Linked DNA regions of Mus musculus: all the other regions are linked to region 3. A link is a contact called in public HiChIP or PLAC-seq and promoter capture Hi-C data. All regions are on one chromosome and are shown on one strand. The core of a region is the stretch at or near the end of the contact, and the rest is flanking DNA. Distances in the headings are between cores, read along the strand shown.

Region 1 (4,416 bases), core at 541-3,040, 1.8 Mb after region 3:
TCTGTAGGTCTCGGTAGGGATTGACAGAGACTAGGACAGGACCGATGTAGGTCTGGGGGTTGGGGGGGTGGGGGAGAAGGGTCAGAGGCTTTTCCTGAAGGTTCCTGCTGCCACCTTCCCCTAGGTCCTTGGGCCCAGCCGTGCTCATGGCACTCACATAAATGAGGTTCTCCCGGAACCGCCGCCGGAGGTTCTCAATGAAGGCAGCCTCACTGGTGAAATTCTCCAGCAGGACAAAGTCCTGCACCCCTACCCGGTCTCGGGCAGTCAAGGCGCTCTCCATGGTCACTCGAACCCCGTCACTGCCCAGGGCCTGTGAGGAACCAGCCACAAGACGCTGTCAGAGTCTGCAGGTTAAAGTCTCGTTTCCTACCCTGCCTGCAGGATGTAGAAGGCAGGGACACTTTGGACACAGGCTACAGAACATGTTCCGGACATATGGCTGGGTTGCAGGATGCTGGAATGCAGATAAGAGACCCTATGGGACATATGGACCATGCACACAGCCCATAGGAGCACAAAGGGCCCAGCAGACACTGAACGACTGCATGGAATCCAGGGCAGCGGCATTTTGAGTTGAGGAAGGTGGGACATGACAAGGAGCTCCTAGGAACGGCAGAAAGAATGCTGGTGTTGACCTTGGACAAACCTCCTCCTTTCTCAGGACTGCTTCCTCTTCAGAGAACAGGAGTGGGTTAGTTCAGGTGACCTCAAATCCCAGCTACGTGTTACAGGTGCTTTGGAGGACAAACGGTTCAGAGGGAATTCTGCAGACAGGGAGGGGCCATCTCTCCAACTCCCATCCACCCCAAATTCCCAGAAGTAGAAGTTGTTTAGGGATCAAGCCAGAGCTCACGTCCTAGGAGAGGGTTTCCCCATGGGCCACCACCTCAGCTGGACTTGATGCCCACCCCAGAAGCGGGTGGCCTGCCCTCCCTCAACTGGAGCCACTCCCTCCTCTCCAGCTGCTAGGCTTCCCCCCCCGCCCCCCCTCCTCCCGCAGCTCCTCCACCGTTGAGAAGCCTCAGGAGGTGGAGGGTTCTCCCAGGGGAAACCCAGCTGCCACCCAAGGGTGGGGCAGGTACAGGCTTAGCTAGACCCTCAAGCCGCGTCTTAAGCAGAGCTTTCCTTTCAAAGAGGGCCTGCAGATCTAGAAAATGCTGGGGTAGGGGGGTGTCAAGGAAGAGGAAGGTACTGGGAGCCGCTGTAAATTCCAGGGAGGTCACCAAGTCTCCCCTGACCCTGGTTTCTAGCCCTAGTTGCTCAGTTCTCTGCTTCTCCGTCACCCCTCAAGTCCAGGGCCTGTCTCCCTCAGACCTGCCCACCCCTGACCCACCCAGCCCGAAGCTGCTGCCAAACACCACCGCAGCCAACGCCCCCTGGTCCTCAAGTGGGAGGGGTCTTAGCCATCACCAGGGGCGACCACATGGTCCTGGGTTCGAGCGTTCTGCAGCCCTCTCCGCCTCGGCCTCCTGTTCTAGCAACTTTCAGGGACATCTTCCACCGAAATTCCTGGGCCGCGCCCGCTTCAAGGCCGGCCCTGGAGCGCCGCGGGCCACCGAGAGATACCCTGGACCCCAAACCTGCCCGCGCCCATGCTCACCGATGCCCGGTAGCGCATCCTGCCGGACCCGGCGCCCCGCTCCGCTGCCCGCGCCTCTTGGTCTGTACTCGGCCGCGGCGTAACCGAGGGAGGGGCCAGCCCGCCCCCTGCACCGCCCCTTGCAGGCCCCTTGGCTCAGGGGGCTCGGAGTCCCGACCCTAGGACCCACTGCAGCCGGCCTGGCCGGGCTGGGTGGGAGGGGGTTCGGGACCTAAGAGGGGGCGCGCGAGGGGCGGGGCCTCCTGCGTGCCGCGGGCTCCGCCTGAGTCAGGTTTTCCAGGAGGAACGTCGTTAGTTCCAGGGTGGGGCCCGGAACCCGCGCGGCCGCCGCGTCTACACAGCTCCGGAACTCACTTCCGGGCTCGTGTCTACAGCACGGGGCTGGACACCCCGCGCGAGACGAGGGCTGAAGCCCGTGGGTCACCGGGGAAGCAGGATTTCTCTCCCCACCCCCAACCTCGAGTCCCGGGAAAGTTAAAAATAGAACGAAATGTCCAAATACGGCCGGCGCCCCGGGACAGGCGGAGCCTCTGTACGGGACACTGTCCACCCCCATACACACTCCCAAAGGACTGGCTCCATTCTTTAAATCCTTAGAAAAGAAATTGTTTGAGACAGGGTCTCTTTACGGAGCCCAATCTGGCCTGGAACTCAAGATGCCTCCTGCCTCAGCCTCCTGAGTACTAAGATTACAAACTTGTGCCAAGAGAGCCAGAAGAGAAACATCTCTTGAAAGATCTCTTCCCTAGCTAAGAAACAAATCCTAGGGTCAGAGCAGGGTGCCCTTTTTGACCCAGCATGACCCCTAAAGAAGCCTGTTTGCCGAGTAGGCAGCACCCTTCTGACTTTCCTACGTGTGCAGCCAATAACCTTATGTTCCAGCCTGAATATCCTCCGGACTCAGTGCCCTGCCCCATGGGCTCCTCTCCTCTCTTCCCTTCTTTCTCTTCCCTCTGGATCTCCGCTCTTCCCTGAACACAGGCCATCAGCTGTCTTCCTTGTCTGTCCAGCACCCTCGCTGGTTCTCTGACGACATCAGCCCTTTTTAGGCCCGAGAAGAGTGTGTGAGAGGAGTGGAGTGGACTTTGGGTCAGTTGCCACCTCTTGTGGCATATGGATGTCTACGGTAAAACAAAACAACAACAACAAAACCAGCCTGGCCTTTGCTTACTAGCAGGATGATGATCATGAGTAAGTGCCTTAAGAGGCCGATTGGCTGATACTTGCCAGAATTGTTGGGTTGCCTGAAATGAAGCACTGACCAAGCCATCAACACCACTACTACCCTCTTCCTCTTTCATTCTACACGCACTGAGGGACTTGGGGGAGAGTCCAATCTTCTTGTCTAGTGAAGAAAGCGTCCGCCCCTATATCTACCATTTGCAAAGGGTTCTCAAGTGCCTTATCTATTCCTCGCCCTTTGTAAGGAACCTGAAGCATATACCGAGGGTATACACTTGGTCTAGGGAGGATAGGGGGAGTAAGAACCCAAAGCACCAAAGCGCCCCACCCCTTGGACGGGGACTCCCTGGGGAGGAGGTGAGTCTGCGACAGGTGCTGCCTTGCGGCCTCAAGGGGAAGGATGGTTCATTACTTCGTGAACAACAGCTCGAGCCACAACCCGGGGGTGGGGGTGGTGTGCGGCGCCAGCTGGGGAACGAAGCCCTTTGGAGCGGGCCAGGGGAATGGGTGCTGCAGGTGGAAGATGGGTGAAAGACAGGGCAAAGGGGAGCGCCCTTTACGATGCCCCCAGGTTTAAAAGCATAGAGAGGATACGACCTTCAGTCCACCCCAGAGCATTAGAAGACCTGAGGTGGGAGAGCTTGGAGTCCCCAGCACTAGCATGGGCTCGCTCCCCTCCCCCTACCGCGGCCTCATTGAGCTCCCTCTCCAGCCAGAGGAGTCTTGGTGGGAGGAGCGCACTGAAAGGGGAGGGGCTTCGAGGCCGCAGTGCCCGCCCTGCCCCGCCCCGTCCCGCCCCGCCGCGTCAAGCGGCTGGAATGAGGGGAATCCGCGCGTGGAGGGGTCCGACGGACTTCACCCATCCCGAGCGGCGCAGCCGCATTCCTAGGATGCCCGCTGGCGCCCCCGCAGCCACCGCCCCGCATCGGAAGGAGGGCGTGTAGCCGCCGCCCTCCGGGCCTGAGGCCAGCCACAGTCCCGGCATCTACTTCTAGCCTGCTCCACCTCTCTGGACAGGAGCGTGAGTCCAGAGAGGGGAAGTGAAGTGAGGAACCAAGGGTGTGAGGGACACCGCCATGCCAGGCGCTTCCTGTGTTCTTAGCTTATGTCACTCCCGTCAGTGCCGGACGTACCACCATGAGTTATGTTGTTATCCTATTTTAGAAGGGGGAACTGAGAGTAGGTAGGTGAGAAGCCTTGTTCGTTCAAGATTTCTAGACTTGTACGAGGAATGGAACTGAAACCCAGGACCGCTTTGAAACAACTAAGGTAGTGCTGCTCTGATCCCTCCCAACAGTTAACAGGACTGCACAGTTTTCCTCAGTGACCTAGGACAGAAACCTGTGTAGTGTGACCACTGATGTTTAGGGGTGGCAACTGGGGAACACTCGAGGACCCCACAGCATGGCCCTGGGCTTAAGGTTGGCTTCAGGCTAGAGTACACCTTAAGCCAGTGAGTGACCCAAGACTTAATCCCTAAAAGCACCGCTGGGGCTCTTCCTACCCGGATGTGTACTGGGACTATGGGGAGCGGGGCTGACAGCAGAACTGGTTCATCCAGTGGCCCTTACCCAGTGTTTTGGAGCCTGACCTCTGGTGGAAAGGCTGGAGGAACTGCTCTGGGGCGACTT
Region 2 (4,440 bases), core at 1,089-3,588, 1.0 Mb before region 3:
AAGAGTATCACTACACTAGACCTCCAACTTGAAGTGATCCTTCTGCCCCTGCTTCTGGAGTGCTGGGATTTGATGCTATTATACACATATCTCCAGAAATCCATCTTTAACAAGTTTTGTGACTCTAGTGCACATGCATTCACACGTAAGAATACATACTATCAGTTGTTCTTTGATCTCCATGCCTGGGCGCATGCACACACGCACGTGTACACACATACCCATTCTAAATAAATCAATGTAAAAAAAAAAAACAAAAACAACCTTTTTTTTCTTAATTTGTGATTCTGAGCTGAACATGGTTACACACATCTGTAACACAAGTATTCCATAAGGGAACGAGTTTGCAATGTCAAGGTCACCGTGGGTTACAGAATGAGTCAAGGCTAAACTAAGCTACACAGAAGACTCTGCCTCAAAACAAGTCCAAAATTTATCTTGGTCAAAATGAAGATGGATTGAAACTTGGGGTGTAGCTCAGCAGATGGCATCTGTCTCTAAGACCGGTGGGCAAAGAGATGAAGAATGAAAAGATACAAATACCGCTGAGATTCAATATTCTGACCAAACTTAGCTGCATTCAGAAACAGAATAGTCCATGAAAATGAGAGGAGACCTAGCACAGTACCTACCTGCCCAGTCTCATATTTTCCATTTTGTTTTGGCACCTCAAACACACCAACTGTCTCCAGCACTTTGCCCTCTGCACGGTTCCTGAGTGGGAAGGAAAAGAACAAGCAAGTGAGACCCTGAGAAGACAGCAGTCCTTCGCCAGGAAAAATCAGACACGTGAACAAAGAAAGCCCCCTAGTACTCTGCAGGGTCAGGGCAATGACAGCCAAGGCCCAGGATGCTGCTTTTCCTCATTTAAGATCCAGCCATGGGCATCTACATGGTGAAGGTCTCCCAGTCTTCCAGGGTTTTGTGTGACTACTCCAAACTTACTTCCTTCTATCTTTACTTAGCATTTCCAAAGTCATTCTTATTCTTGCATATCCTGTTTCAATGCACACCTTCACCCACCCTCCGGGTCTTCCCCCCCCCCCACATGTTAACCATCCTTCCAACTTTGCATTTCAGTTCCTGGTATGCATGCCTTGAGTCCATTAAGGACCTGAGAGACATGCCTAGTGTGTAAGAGGTGCTCAAAAAGCATTTGTTCTGAGGCAAGCAGTTCTTCTGTCTCTACTTTTACCCACTGCTGCTTGGCAGTATACTCACTAAGCCTGGCATTTGCTACTTGGAAGAATTGTTCTGAACCAAAAATGGTTCCACACATCGGTAATCCCAGGGCTCTTAAGGCTAAGGCTGGAAAATAACAGGTTCTGGGCCCATCTGGCTACACAGCATGATTCTCCCAATCCTACACATTCAACTGTGCTGTAAATTCTAAGTCTTTACCCTGACCTCAGGACCTAGCATTTCTAGATTCTCAAAGGTACCCCACACAGTACACTTAGCACTGCCGTGTCTCCACCCAGTGTCTTTTCACATTTACTTGTCTTAAATAGCAAATACCTCCCTTAACCACTATCAGGTCATTTCCATCAACTTATCCTTTTAAATAGGATTAATTTTGCTATGGATCCATCAAAGCACTGTAATGTTACTTTGGAAATGTTAACTTCATAGCCAACTTTTCAATCCTGTCTGATCCCTACAAGGCTTTGTTTACACCGCCCCCCCCCCCCCGAGCCTCAACCCCTATTTCCCAAGTCACATGGGCAAAATCAGTCTCCCCAAGGTCACATGGAAACAGGACCCACAAAGGTAGACACTTAAATCGACTTGTTTCCCACAGAATAGCATATTTCTGAGAGTCACTGACCCAAAAGGGCCCGGGGATCCCTGTAGTTGTATTAAATGGCAGCCCACTCCAGGTGCCGGGGACCCCAGCCTGGGAGGCAGGATTCGCCTAAGAAGCGTTACTTGTTCTCCCTCGGAGCTGCCCTGCACTGCCAGGGCCCTGGGCAGTGCTCCCTTCTTTGCTCTTGGCACATGTCCCAAGCAGCCCGTGTCGGCTCTCTCCTCGGGACCCTTTCTCAGGTGGCACTCCGGCTGCCCAAACAGAGTCAGGCCTCCTGGCTTCCTTAGTAGCTAGGTAGAAAACGCTCCCTAGATTCTGGGCCCGGCTCCCTGGCCCCCTCTCTCCGTCCCTCACCGGGACGACAGATGCCTTCGGGTCGTCGCTGTGGCCACCGGCGGAAGGCCCCCTGCTCCACCGACCGCACACAGTGGCCTCGACCCTCGGGTCGTGGCCAGCGACCGAGACCACCAGCGGCTGCCCACTGCTAGGGCCCGTCGGGCCACACAACCAGCCATGTCCCGCCCGAGCGCCCGCTCGGCTGCTGACACAGGGCCCGACCCGCGGCGGGGCGCCGTCCCGCCCCCGCCCCACACTGCCCCGCGCCTAAGCCCCTCCCCTCGGGCCCGCCCCCCGCGGCCGCGTGGGCTCCTCCAGCTACATCCGGCGCCTGTGAGCGGAAGTCCGAGTTTGGGATCACCTGATCAGAGCGTGAGGCAGAAATGGCGTCTTCCTTGCTTGCCGGCGAACGACTGGTTCGCGCTTTGGGTCCTGGCGGAGAACTGGAACGGGAGCAGCTCCCCCGGAAGCTGCGTGCCCAGCTCGAGGCTGCTCTGGGAAAGAAACACGCGGGCAGTGATAATGCCACGGGACCCCGGCGCCTGGTTTCATTCCGTCTCATCCGAGATCTGCATCAGCACCTGAGAGAAAGAAGTGAGCGGTCCCCATTCAAGAGTCGCCGCGTTCTTTTCAGATCTAATCCCTTCTGAGGCGTATTTTCCCCCCATCACTCTCGAGTGCCTACCGAGTTCTCATATATCCAGTCCAAAAGCCTTCTCATAAACCCCAGGTTTACTACTTCCATCTTAACTTCCGTGAAAATTCTTAGTGTGTTACAAAACGTATTTTCAGATTTTGTTGAGTCCTCTTTTAGTGCCACCTAAGTCCATGTGAATTTTTTTAGGAAGTCGAGATTGTAGCCCAGTACTATCTGACAGGTTGAGTTTCTCCATTTGAGGGCCATATATCAATAGTGAGCATATCGTGTTTGGAAAAAGTGATTTTTTTTCCTTCCATCTCAAAGGTAAAGGTGCAAGCCCCAGTTTAGGGGTGAGGGTAGGGAAACGGTAACAACAACAAAAACTATTGAAAGATCTGGATTGAGTCGCATGTAGTTCTAGACATTGTAAAGAAGTCATTTCTCCTTTTCAGACCTATTTACTTATGTTAAGGTAGGGAATAGGGTAAACTGGCATGTAACTTACCTTGCCAGAGTTAACATATCCTGGCCAGAAGTGCAAAGGGTAGATGATCAACTATTTAGACTTAAGAGAATCTTAGAAAAAGATCCTCTAATACAGTGTCCGCTGAGTGTTTAGCATCACAACCCAATCCTGACTAGGACAGATCTATTATTTTCACAGAAATAACCTACCATTGGTAGTGGTGAGGTAGGGTTGGTAACGAAGACTGACAGTTAAAGTCCACTCTATGACACTAAAAAATACTTAGGTGGAATTGTCCTAAATCTTTCCTAGTTGAAAGTTATCTTGAGTAAAATGAAAAATAATTGAATAAACACAAGGAGAGAAAGAAAATGATCACAAGGTTGGGCATGGCACGTACCTGAAACCCAAGGGGCTGAGGCAGTAAGATTGTGAGTTGTCTAGATGAAGTACATGAGAATTCAAGAGACAGCTAGGTGTATCTAAATGAACTTAAGGTTAGACTGGTTTCATAATGAGTTCTGAGCCAGCCTGGTCTACATGATATGTGTATGTATATACATATATCAGCCTTGTCTCAACAATATATCTATATATGAGAGAAAGAAGTGAGCGGTCCCCAATCAAGAGTCGCCGCGTTCTTTTCAGATCTAATCCTTTCTGAGGCGTATTTTCCCCCATATCACTCTCCAGTGCCTACCGAGTTCTCATATATCCAGTCCAAAAGCCTTCTCATAAACCCCAGGTTTACTACTTCCATCTTAACTTCAGTGAAATATGATATATATATATATATATATATACGAGTTATATATGAAATATATGAGTTAAATATGAAATATATATGAGTTTACAGGGATGGCCGTGTTTTATTTGGGTAAAAATTAGGGCTACCCACTTCTGTCATCTTAGCTTTCCAGCCTCAGCTGCACGTGTCATTATGTGGAACCTTATTCTTTCCAGATTCCAGGCTGTATCTTCATGAACTCCTAGAAGGCAGTGACATCTACTTTCCAGAGATTGTGAAGCCTCCCCGGGTATGTAACAGAAATTTGTGAGAGTTGGGTACAGGTTTTATTAATCAGCTTTTGGGTTTGAAATCTTATATTTTAATTCTTTGGAAAAGCTGAGCTGTGGCTCAGTGGGATAGTACTTGACAAGGCCCTAGCACCAATAAATACATAAAATTTG
Region 3 (4,984 bases), core at 2,063-4,562:
GCCGCCCCGCCGCCGCTCGCCGCTCTCCCCGCCCCCTGCGCGGCCCAGGCCGCTCCTGCAGGAAGCAGTGAAAGCCCTGCCCACCGGGGGAGGGGCGGCCCGCACCCCGCCCCGGCGCTCCGCTCAGCTCCGTGGCTGAGCCTCTCGGAGAAAGGAAGCCTGCGCGCAGGCGGGAGTGGACGGGGGTTCTTAAAGGAGCCGCGGCCCGCGCCCGCCTGGTCTGCAACCGAGACACACGCTAGCACTTTGACCTTCACTTTCCGATTGGGGAGTGGTCCAGGGGACGCTCGGCCCAAAAACCGAGAGACGGACGTGGTGGGGATCGGGGTGGACAGGAAGCATTCCCAGGCACAATGCTCCTAGCGGTCAGAGGCTGGGTTGGGGTGAGGTGTGTGTTCTGGTCCCCTGTGTCCAAGTCAGTGTGTCCAGGTGGGTCTGTGGCCATATCCCTGCGGTGTACACTCACTACCACCAATATGGACGGCCAGGTGCCCGAGAGGTCACTTAACTGTGACTCCCTCTCTGTGGGACTAAAAATACATCATTCTTGTTTCAAATAGGAAAGCAAAGAATCTGGGTGATTATTAAGAGTGTTGTGTGCACCAGTAATAACTTGCTATCTGTTTCGTGTACATCAACGATGTTTCCGGGCTGCCCGACGGGTGTGTATGTATCCTAAGCATATGCTTATAACAGGAGCCAATTTTTGTAAGGATTTTTTTTTTCTTGGACTTCTCATGGAGACGGGGGTGGGGGGAGCAAGGAACTAAAGTGCATGTTGCACGTGGGTGCACCCCACACTGAGCATGCTCCCCCATACACGTGTGACCCGTTTGTGCCCAGCCCCCACCCCTACAGCCGCAAAAGGGCTGTCAGAGAACTCAGCTTATGGAGAGGGCAAAAGCACACAACACCAGGTTGGGGGGGGGGGGGTGAGGGGCGGCGGCGCGCTCGTAGGGGAAGGGGCAGGTCAGCGGTGGCAGAGTTAAGGGAGATTCCTGGGTGTTAGGGATTCCTGCTCAGTAATAAAACGGAGGTTTGAGGGGAGTCCTTGGTTAGGGGTGTCTGAGTGGGTCTATTTCTCCCAGCAATGCCAGAGCAGCAGTGACTTGTGGGTGGGCAGGCTCCTTCCCTAGGGGGAGACAAGTAATGCTTATGAGTCACACCACCCAAAATACACGCAAAGTTCCATCGCCTTTTGCTGCAACCCAGATTGACAAGTTTGTTTGAAATTGTGATCCACAGGATATATTTATAATCTCACCTTAAAAAAAAATCTTGCAGACACCCCCCACCCCCAACCAGTAGCTCAGCAGGTGGGGCTTCTGCCAGCAAAGGGTGGTGGTCATGCCACACCATGCTGCACTCATACCCAAGAGTCTGTAGGCTTGGTGGCCGCAGCAATGGAGGTGGGAAGCAGTCTAGCAGCTGAAACTGGGCGCGCAGCCCAGGAGCAGTGGCCGCCCGTTCACCCCGGATCGACCCCCAGCTATGGAATTTCATTTATTAAATGTCGAGGCAGCTGCTGGCAGCCCCGTCGCTTGGCTGCCTTTGTTTCTTCGCTGTGTGGGCGCGTCTGGAGCACGTGGCAGCCAGGGCGTTGAGACCAAAGGGAAAGCGACCTGGGCTTCGTGTGATAGCCGGCCATCTGGCAAAAGGGCAACCTAGCCTCTAAATGCATGCTGGCCTCTCTCCTTTCTTGGAATACAGGGCGTGCAGAGGAAGAATGATTCACGTCCCCCCACCCCGGCCACCCTATCTCCCTATTGGCTCAGGGACTGCCTGGGAGGGACCCTGGCTCACACAGTCCAAACTTTGTTGCAGAACCCCCAACCTCACCACAGCCAAGCTTTAGAGCTTGAAGATGGGGGAAGAAGGGTTTCTGGCTTCCCCGAAGATGTCATCATCCCAGGAACTGAACAGCTCAAATGGAATCATACACAAGGTTTTGAAAACGATTTAATGAGGAATTGTACAGGCATTCTCGCGGCCTCTCCTAGTTGCCCCTCCTTTCTCTAGCCCCCTCCTCAACTCGGGCTGCAATCACGACACTCTGCTGACCCCTGGCGGTGGAGGTGGGCTGCGGCTCTGGGCTGCAGAGACGCCTACCGGCTCCTCCCAGGCTGCAGAAAGGGGCGAGGCAGTCTACTCAGTCCTCCCGGGCCTGGCACCACTGGGTGTGCAGGAAGCAGGAGAGAAGAACACACAAAGAAACCCAAGAAGGGCGCAAGGAGTTTGCAAGCTTTTGCTGTCGCTTCCCACACAAACACTCTCTAGATTGTTGTTCTAAATCGGGTTGGCCAGGAATTCCTTATTTCTGCCTTGAGGTGGGCTCGAGGAAGGCAACATGTTCGCTCCTACCACCTGTCTCAGGCTGGTTGAAGGAGAGAGGGGCCGTTTTCAGGCAGTTCATACCCTTAGCTCATCCCATGAGGTAGTATCTGATCCCAGTTTAGAGGTGAGTGGGCCGAGAAACTCTGAAGGATAAGCAATTTGTTTAAGATCAAGCAATTGTTACGGTATTTAAATACAACTCTCTTGACATTTTCTCTCCCAAGGCATCTTGGTCCTTTTACCATTTGCAGGTGGCCGCCACAGAGGCCAATTTGACTTTGACCACACTCTCTGCAAGGGCTCCTTGTGGAAGCGCTTGTCTCTCTGCTCTTTCAGGAAGCAGGCAATCTGGACTCAGTCATTTTCCTTAGGCAGGGACCCACATGGGATGGAGGTGGGGAAATGCCACCTGCTGCTGTCTTTGCTCAACCTCATCCTGGTTCTTGCTGAGCCATGTAGGGGAAAGACTGTCTTCTTCGCCTCATTAGACATTCTCTTTTCCAACGTGATGTGTGGAAGCTGGGGTTTAATTTTCTGAGAGAGCAAAGATTTGAGAAATATTTCGATTCTCAGACCCCTGGCTGCTTCAGTGACCCTTGGTACTGATGCCCTGCATCTCTCTTAGGGTCACTCTTTAGTCACTATGAATCTAGATGCCTCTTTACCCTCCCTGGGACCCAAGCTCACTTCTGCAGGCCATAGACCCCCGACCCAACGCTTCAGGTCAGCCCTAAAAGCCTCCCCCATTTCCTTGCAAAAGGCAAAATGCCAAAGGGTGGAGGCGCCCCCAACCCACTTGGCATCCAAGTAAGGCCTCCGCTTCGGCCGGGTTTGACTCTCTGTCCACCCTTCCAGGAAATCAGTTCCAGACCATCTCTGGTCATCCGAAACGCACGGTTCTACCAGGCGGACTACAAGCCCCATGATGCTGCGGGGCCAAGCTGTAACTAACCCAGCACGGCGCACCCGGGTCCCCTCCTCTCTTCCCCGCATTCGCTTGTCCCTCACCGTCCGCTCGGGCTGAGGGCCGGGCTATGCGGCTTAGGGGAGCCGGAGGGTGCGGGCGCGCGTCCCTGCGGCGGCGGCGGCGGCGGCGACCCCGGGGCCGGCGCCCCGAGCGCCCCCGCTCCAGCTGCGGGTCCCTGCTCCCTCCGCCGAGAGGCGTCTTTGTGTGCGGGGGTGTGGGAGGGGAGGCGCGAGGCCGCGTGCCGCCGAGTGCCCGCTCCCTCCCAGGGCGGGTGGGGGCTGCTCCGCGCCTCCCGCCGCCGCCTCCCGAGGACGCCCGCCGCCCGCACCACGCCGGGCGCGCCGCCCCCGCCCGCCGCCGCCGCCGCCGCTCGCACATGCCCGAGCCGCAGCCCCGCGAGCAGACAGCTCCGGCCGTCCGCCCCGCGGCCCCGGGCCCGGGCTCCCGCGCCGTCCCTCCCCGCGGGCCGGGCGCCGCGGCCCCGGCATGAGGAGCGGGCGATGATCCCCGCCAACGCCTCCGCCAGGAAGGGGCCCGAGGGCAAGTACCCGCTGCACTACCTCGTGTGGCACAACCGCCACCGGGAGCTGGAGAAGGAGGTCCGCGCCGGCCAGGTAGGAGCGCCGTCGGGGACCATGGCCCCGCACGCCCGCGCGGCGTGGGGAGGGGGCGCGGCGCCGCCTGTCCCGCCTCCCCGGCTAGTTTGCAGCGCTTCTTTGTTTGCAGCTGCGGCTTTTGTGCTCGTTGACCTGAAGTGGGTGATGGCAGCAGCCCCCGCCTGCTTCTCTGGTTCCAGGACCGGTGGCCCACACGTGTTCCGGGCTCTCCGAGACTGGTGTGGAAGGACCCTGTGTTCTTCTCCGTTGGGGCTTGAAGGGATTCTAGGGAGGGGTTGTCGGTTCTGTCTGGGCTCCATGTGGTGGGAGAGTCCACCCCACTCGATCTAGACGCGACATGACATCCCGCGTGAATGTGCAGGGACGGGAAAGGCCTGCGTGGGGAGGGGGCCCACATAAGATCGGGGAACAAGCTGTGTTGCACCCTCGGGCATTCCAGCCCCACCCAGTGCCCTCTCACTTCCTGGTGAACCAGGTCTCTGTTTGTTTAGAGTGGACAGAGCCTATGGGTGCTTCAGATGCCAGCCCTGGCTTCGGAGCCAGGAGTGAGAAAGACCCTATTGGGATGCTCCGGAGGGCCTTGTCCAGGTGCTGAAAGGCGCTCTCCTGCCTCTTGGTGCTAGGGCCTACCTTCTCACCGTGGAGGAAGCCAGGGGGCCATAGGAAGGACTTGAGGTCCTGCACAGAACAGGGGTTCCCTGCTTTCTGCCAATCAGAGAAACCTGTGGGTCAGACAGCTTTGGGTTGGGCAGCGACTTCAAAGAAGCCGGGGAGCTAGAAGTGGCAGTGCATGCCTGTAGTCTCAGCACCGGGGAGGCAGAGGCAGGAGGATTGCCACAAGTGTAAGGTCAGAGGGTGGACTTCATGTTGCAGAGCAGCCAGGGCTACATAGTGAGACCCTGTATTTGAAAACCCAGGAAGCCTGGGGGATGATTTCTCGGTCATTCTTCAGGACAAAGGTGGGTGCAAAGTCACTAATAGTCCTCAATTGTGCCTTGCCACCCCAGCTGACAACTGGCAAAGCAGTGACGGTGCCAACATTACCCTCCACCCCCTCAGGCGAAGC
Region 4 (4,461 bases), core at 384-2,883, 1.9 Mb after region 3:
AAAGGGAGCTCAAATGCCATTGGCCAGAAGGAAAGAATGATTGCGTTTGAGAGACAGGAACCTATTAGCCCCTCCAGCTACAGAAACCTCACTCATCCTCTGTGGCCCAGTCAGCAACTCTGCATGCTTACTCCTCAACCTATGGGTTCCCAAGAGCACCGAGAGGGAATTGGAGGTTGACTGAGCATGGCCATGTGCTTCAGAGCTACGAGAACAGAAACTCAGAAAGAGAGAGGCTGACAGCGTATTCCCTTCCCCTCTCCTACCTTGCAGATCCTTGGCACACAACAAATCCTGCCAAGGCCTTCACGTAGCCTAGGGACAAGTTTCTGAGTAACAGGTTTCTTATTATCTGTCTCACGAGTCTACTCTCTCTTGGGACAAGTCGCCAGTTGGTACATAACATTCCAACCTCCGCTCTCCACAAGTCTCAGTATCAGGAGAAATAATCAACAGCTCTTAAATACCACCACATCCATCACAAGTTCAGAAAAGCGAAGACTTAGGGAGACCTTCAGTGAGGGTGTTGCTATAGCAACACTCCAAGAAGCCCAGACTGTCTCCAGGACAGAGCAAGCAGGAGCTCAGACTCTACAGATGAAACCTGAGTTCCAAGAATACCGAGGCACTGAAGCACAAGATCCCGCAGAGCCACCCAAAAAGGGGAGGGGGGCATTTCCTTCTCCACCAGAGCCTGTTCTTAAAGTGTGACTTGTAAACAAAACAAAACAAAAAAATTCCTGGTTAGCTTCAAGCAGCTCCCTGCCTCTCCCTATGAATATAAACAAAATAATACAAAAACCTTCCTCTCAAGTCCTCTGAGAGACTGTCATTTTGTCTGTTTACAGTCTCCCCCTGCTGTCCGGCAGGTAACCGGTTTCTTTACTCAGTGGCTCCTTGTATTCCCACTCTAAGTGGATAAAAAATAAAACTCGGGATTTGGCATCCCAATCCTCAACTTTGATGATTAGTAACAAATCCATGCACCGCGAATTACGCTCAATTGGACGATTAGCAGTGTTCCTCGTGATTTAAGAGCGGGCATGAGACCAGGCTTTACCTCGCTAAAGGATCTTATCTAAATCTGATTTCGGATTTCTAGAGATCACAGCCCGATCAAGAAGACCCCATGATGTACTGCTGAAAAACAGGAACAAAACTTCTAATCTACAACTGTAGGGGCAAATGTTGGTCCTTAGCAATCTAACCCTGTCTGCTCCAAGAATCAACTGGACACTTGCTTGGGGAGCATCTGCAGTGACCAACTCGGCAGCCAAAGTTTAGAGCGTGCATCAATCCTAACATAGCCCTTTCAGTACTGGCCTGACAGAATTCGGGTATCTAAACTAGGGCAGCCTTGATCCTACTGTGGTTTTGAAATCCAGCCCCACAAATCAGACTGGGCTGAAGACAGCTAACCGCCAGGAACCGACCGGCCTACACCTGCGTCCTCACCTGAGTGCAAAGCCTTTCGGTGCGCTCGGCCTCCTTAGACTCACAGCCGACATTATTCCCTCGCGGTAACCCGGTGTGTTCCTGTCTCCGTGCTGCATCTAGTGCGAGCCGGAGCAGCCCTTGGTCTCCGGTCTCAGCAGCACTGCTCCCTCCGGATTGTTTTTCTTCCGGATTCGGACTGCGCTTCGGCTTCCGTAGGAGGTGGATCCAGAGTGTCTAGGGTTTTGGGGTGCGGTTGGAGGACAGAGGCGGGGCTTTACAGCAGAGCGAACCGCCCAGAGGCGGAGCTGAGCCAGGCTCAGAGAGGCGGGCTCTACATGTCATCCACTCCCGACGCCATACCGCCGGCCCGGACGCGGGAGTGGGCGGTGGCGGGGCCACCTAGGCTCCGCATTCCCAGCCTGCTTTGCGCAAGGGCGCGGGCGTGAGGAGCGTTGAGGGCGGAAGTTGCTGCGGCTCGAGGACTCGGGCTGCTTCGTGATCGTCCCGCAGCGTACGGTCTTCGCTGTCGCCTGCCCACCCTCAGAAACCGGGAGTGGACAGGATGGGGAGCCTCACTGTAGTCTGTTCGGCCTCTCTCGCCCACACTATAAGTAATTTCTCATGTTCCTTGGCGCCCTCATAGGGGTCAGAGAACACTTCCATTCATTTAAGTGACTTGGTGATCGTCATTTAAAAAAATTTTTTTTTCCATCTGAGACAGTCTTGCTAGTAAGTACTGGGGCTTGTTATACAGACCAAGTTGATTTTCCGACCTCAGCTGAGATTACACCACCACGCCCAACTTGAAACTAGTTTTGCTGAATACAAAGCAAAATAATTTAGGATCCCCGAGAGCTATCAGTGAATGAAAAACAAGCCGTTGCTATTTGGTGTATATTCATGGTGACTGTTTACTTTGCCAGACACTTCGATTTATTATTTCCTTTAGATCTCTGGGTCTTAATTTTTGAGGGGTAGGGGGGATAGTGCATGGGGTTGTTTTTACAGTTATGACTTCCCCCAGGGAAATGGGAGTGTTGTTTTAGCACACTGTAGTACCAGCTACCCAGTGATGCCTCAAGAACCCACAAAAGCTCCACTACCTGAAATACATGTTCTGGAACCCGGTGTAGTGATGTTATTTCCAAAACTCACCGAGATTGGTTACTCCAAGTTTGAGTCCAGTTTGGGCTACCTTAAAGTTTCAGGGCATTCGAACTGTGCTGTGATTCATTCTCAAAATGGAAGGGAAGGGGACAACTTCTACCAAGTCTAACTAACCACCTGAGCTTTACCCCTGGATGGAAGACAAGAATCACAGTTGTAGCCATAAACACAGTAATAAAGCTGAAAGTACTGGAGAGGGCTCACAAGTTAAGAGCACTTACAGACCACTGAAGTTGGGTTTGATTCCCTTCACCCACACGGTGGCCCATAATCATTCTAATTCCAGTTGCCCTTTCCCCTCTCTGGGTACTAAGCATGCCAGTGGTGCACATTAACCTCGTCCACTTGCAGTGAAATTAACAAACCTGGTCTAGTATTCTCATTAGGCCAAGCTAGCCTCAAACACAGAAAGATCCACCTGCCTTCCAAGGGCTGGGATTAAAACCCCGTGGCACCATGCCTTTAAACAAGCTTTTTATTTCTATTGTGCGTGTGTGCACGTGCACGCCAGCATGTGCACCAGAGTGCAGGTCTGGGAGACTTGAAGCATCAGGTTCCTCTGGAGCTGGAGTTCTAGGCAGTTGTAAACTGAGATGTCGGTGCTAGGAATTGAACTCGGCTCCTCTAAAAGAACAGTACATAACCGCCGAGCCATCTCTCCAGCCCCCAGAGTATGATTTTTTTCTTCTTTATTTCTGAAGCCCAGGCATGCTCTTCCTGGTGCTTTGGGTTTTTTCATTCTTTCTACCCAACCTTGTCACCATGTGACTGCTCAAAAGGGAGACTTCTTTCAGGCAGTTGCCAAGATTTACAGTTTGCTTGCCCTGTTGTTTTTCTCCTGAAACTAATAAAATATTTTAAGTCCATGACTTAAAATTAAGAATAAAAAATAAATGTATTGCTTAGTAGAGTAAAAGAGAGACAAAAGCAAAAATGGCTTACAGATGTGCACTGCTGCATAAGAAAACTGAATTGACATGGGACTAATTTTTTTTTTGTCTTTTGTTTTTTTGAGACAGGGTTTCTCTGTATAGCCCTGGCTGTCCTGGAACTCACTTTGTAGACCAAGCTGGCCTCGAACTCAGAAATCTGCCTGCCTCTGCCTCCCGAGTGCTGGGAGTAAAGGCGTGAGCCACCACGCCCGGCTGACATGGGACTATTTTAATTGACCTTTTTTTTAATGCCTGTTAGGTAAATACTACCACTGAGCTATACCATACCCCAGCCCGAATCCATACTGTAAGTGACTTTTTTGGACAAGGAATACTTTATTTACATAAAATGTCAGAAATACCACTGTATCTTCTCATAATCCTCTCCTGTAAATAAACTGGGGAGATATCAGTAGGAGCTTTAAGGACATCTAAGTTGAAAAATGGACATAGGAACATCACCAATAAGCTAGACTCCAAAAAACTCTGTCTAGGATTTTATTAGACTGCTTTTTTCCCCCCAATATACCTGTATTGGAAGATTGAGACAAAAAGGCACAAACTCACATTAAATAAACAGGAAATCTAATCAGTTCTATAAAGTGTAGTCTGTAAAAGAAGTAGCACTAAGAACCAACCCAAGGACGTCAGAGGTCCAGGGGGGACTGAAAGGAAGAATGTGGAAGGATACACACATGCCCACAGCAGTGACCCTGACCTGTCCCTCCCCAGTGTCTCTCCACAAGAAGGCTGGAGCCCAGCAGGCCTTGTGCAGAGACACTGCTGCTCCCGCTGGGAGTAAAGCAGACCCTGGAAATGTAATGGAAGCAGCCAGTCTGAAGAAGCATGTCGCACTCTCAGGGATTCTCACCAGAGGTGAGCCTTTCATCACCAGCCCTCTTGAGTGCTAGTTAATTTTGGGGGT

What was found. Promoter capture Hi-C pulls out the DNA fragments that hold promoters and counts their contacts. HiChIP or PLAC-seq counts read pairs in DNA pulled down with a chosen protein or histone mark.
Region 1: a contact with region 3 is called in a FOXA1 HiChIP or PLAC-seq map of pancreatic cancer cells. The contact joins the promoter of Myo1c here to the promoter of Ankrd13b in region 3. A contact is called at or near these places in 1 of 39 promoter capture datasets (liver), 1 of 484 Hi-C or Micro-C datasets (myocytes) and 1 of 115 datasets of contacts at active chromatin or transcription factors (pancreatic cancer cells).
Region 2: an HNF4G HiChIP or PLAC-seq map of pancreatic cancer cells shows a contact between it and region 3. The contact joins the promoter of Poldip2 here to the promoter of Ankrd13b in region 3. A contact is called at or near these places in 1 of 39 promoter capture datasets (liver) and 1 of 115 datasets of contacts at active chromatin or transcription factors (pancreatic cancer cells).
Region 4: a contact with region 3 is called in a promoter capture Hi-C map of liver, with 5 times the contacts expected there. The contact joins the promoter of Inpp5k here to the promoter of Ankrd13b in region 3. A contact is called at or near these places in 4 of 39 promoter capture datasets (the C10 cell line, hippocampal neurons and liver).

Annotation. Positions count from the first base shown.
Region 1 is chr11:75,653,389-75,657,804 of GRCm38.p6, reverse strand. It overlaps Myo1c (myosin IC), which reads right to left and starts at 1,790. Exons shown (of 32, transcript NM_001080775.1): 1 at 1,604-1,790; 2 at 158-313; 3 at 1-52. The coding sequence starts at 1,621.
Region 2 is chr11:78,510,194-78,514,633 of GRCm38.p6, reverse strand. Poldip2 (polymerase (DNA-directed), delta interacting protein 2) reads right to left here and starts at 2,338. Exons shown (of 11, transcript NM_026389.3): 1 at 2,162-2,338; 2 at 633-714. The coding sequence starts at 2,322. It overlaps Tmem199 (transmembrane protein 199), which reads left to right and starts at 2,466. Exons shown (of 6, transcript NM_199199.3): 1 at 2,466-2,737; 2 at 4,213-4,286. The coding sequence starts at 2,527.
Region 3 is chr11:77,488,370-77,493,353 of GRCm38.p6, reverse strand. It overlaps Ankrd13b (ankyrin repeat domain 13b), which reads left to right and starts at 3,312. Exons shown (of 15, transcript NM_001373882.1): 1 at 3,312-3,915. The coding sequence starts at 3,802. It also overlaps a transcript of Git1 not described here.
Region 4 is chr11:75,628,192-75,632,652 of GRCm38.p6, reverse strand. Inpp5k (inositol polyphosphate 5-phosphatase K) reads right to left here and starts at 1,633. Exons shown (of 12, transcript NM_008916.2): 1 at 1,456-1,633. The coding sequence starts at 1,553. Pitpna (phosphatidylinositol transfer protein, alpha) reads right to left here. Exons shown (of 12, transcript NM_008850.2): 12 at 3,849-4,461.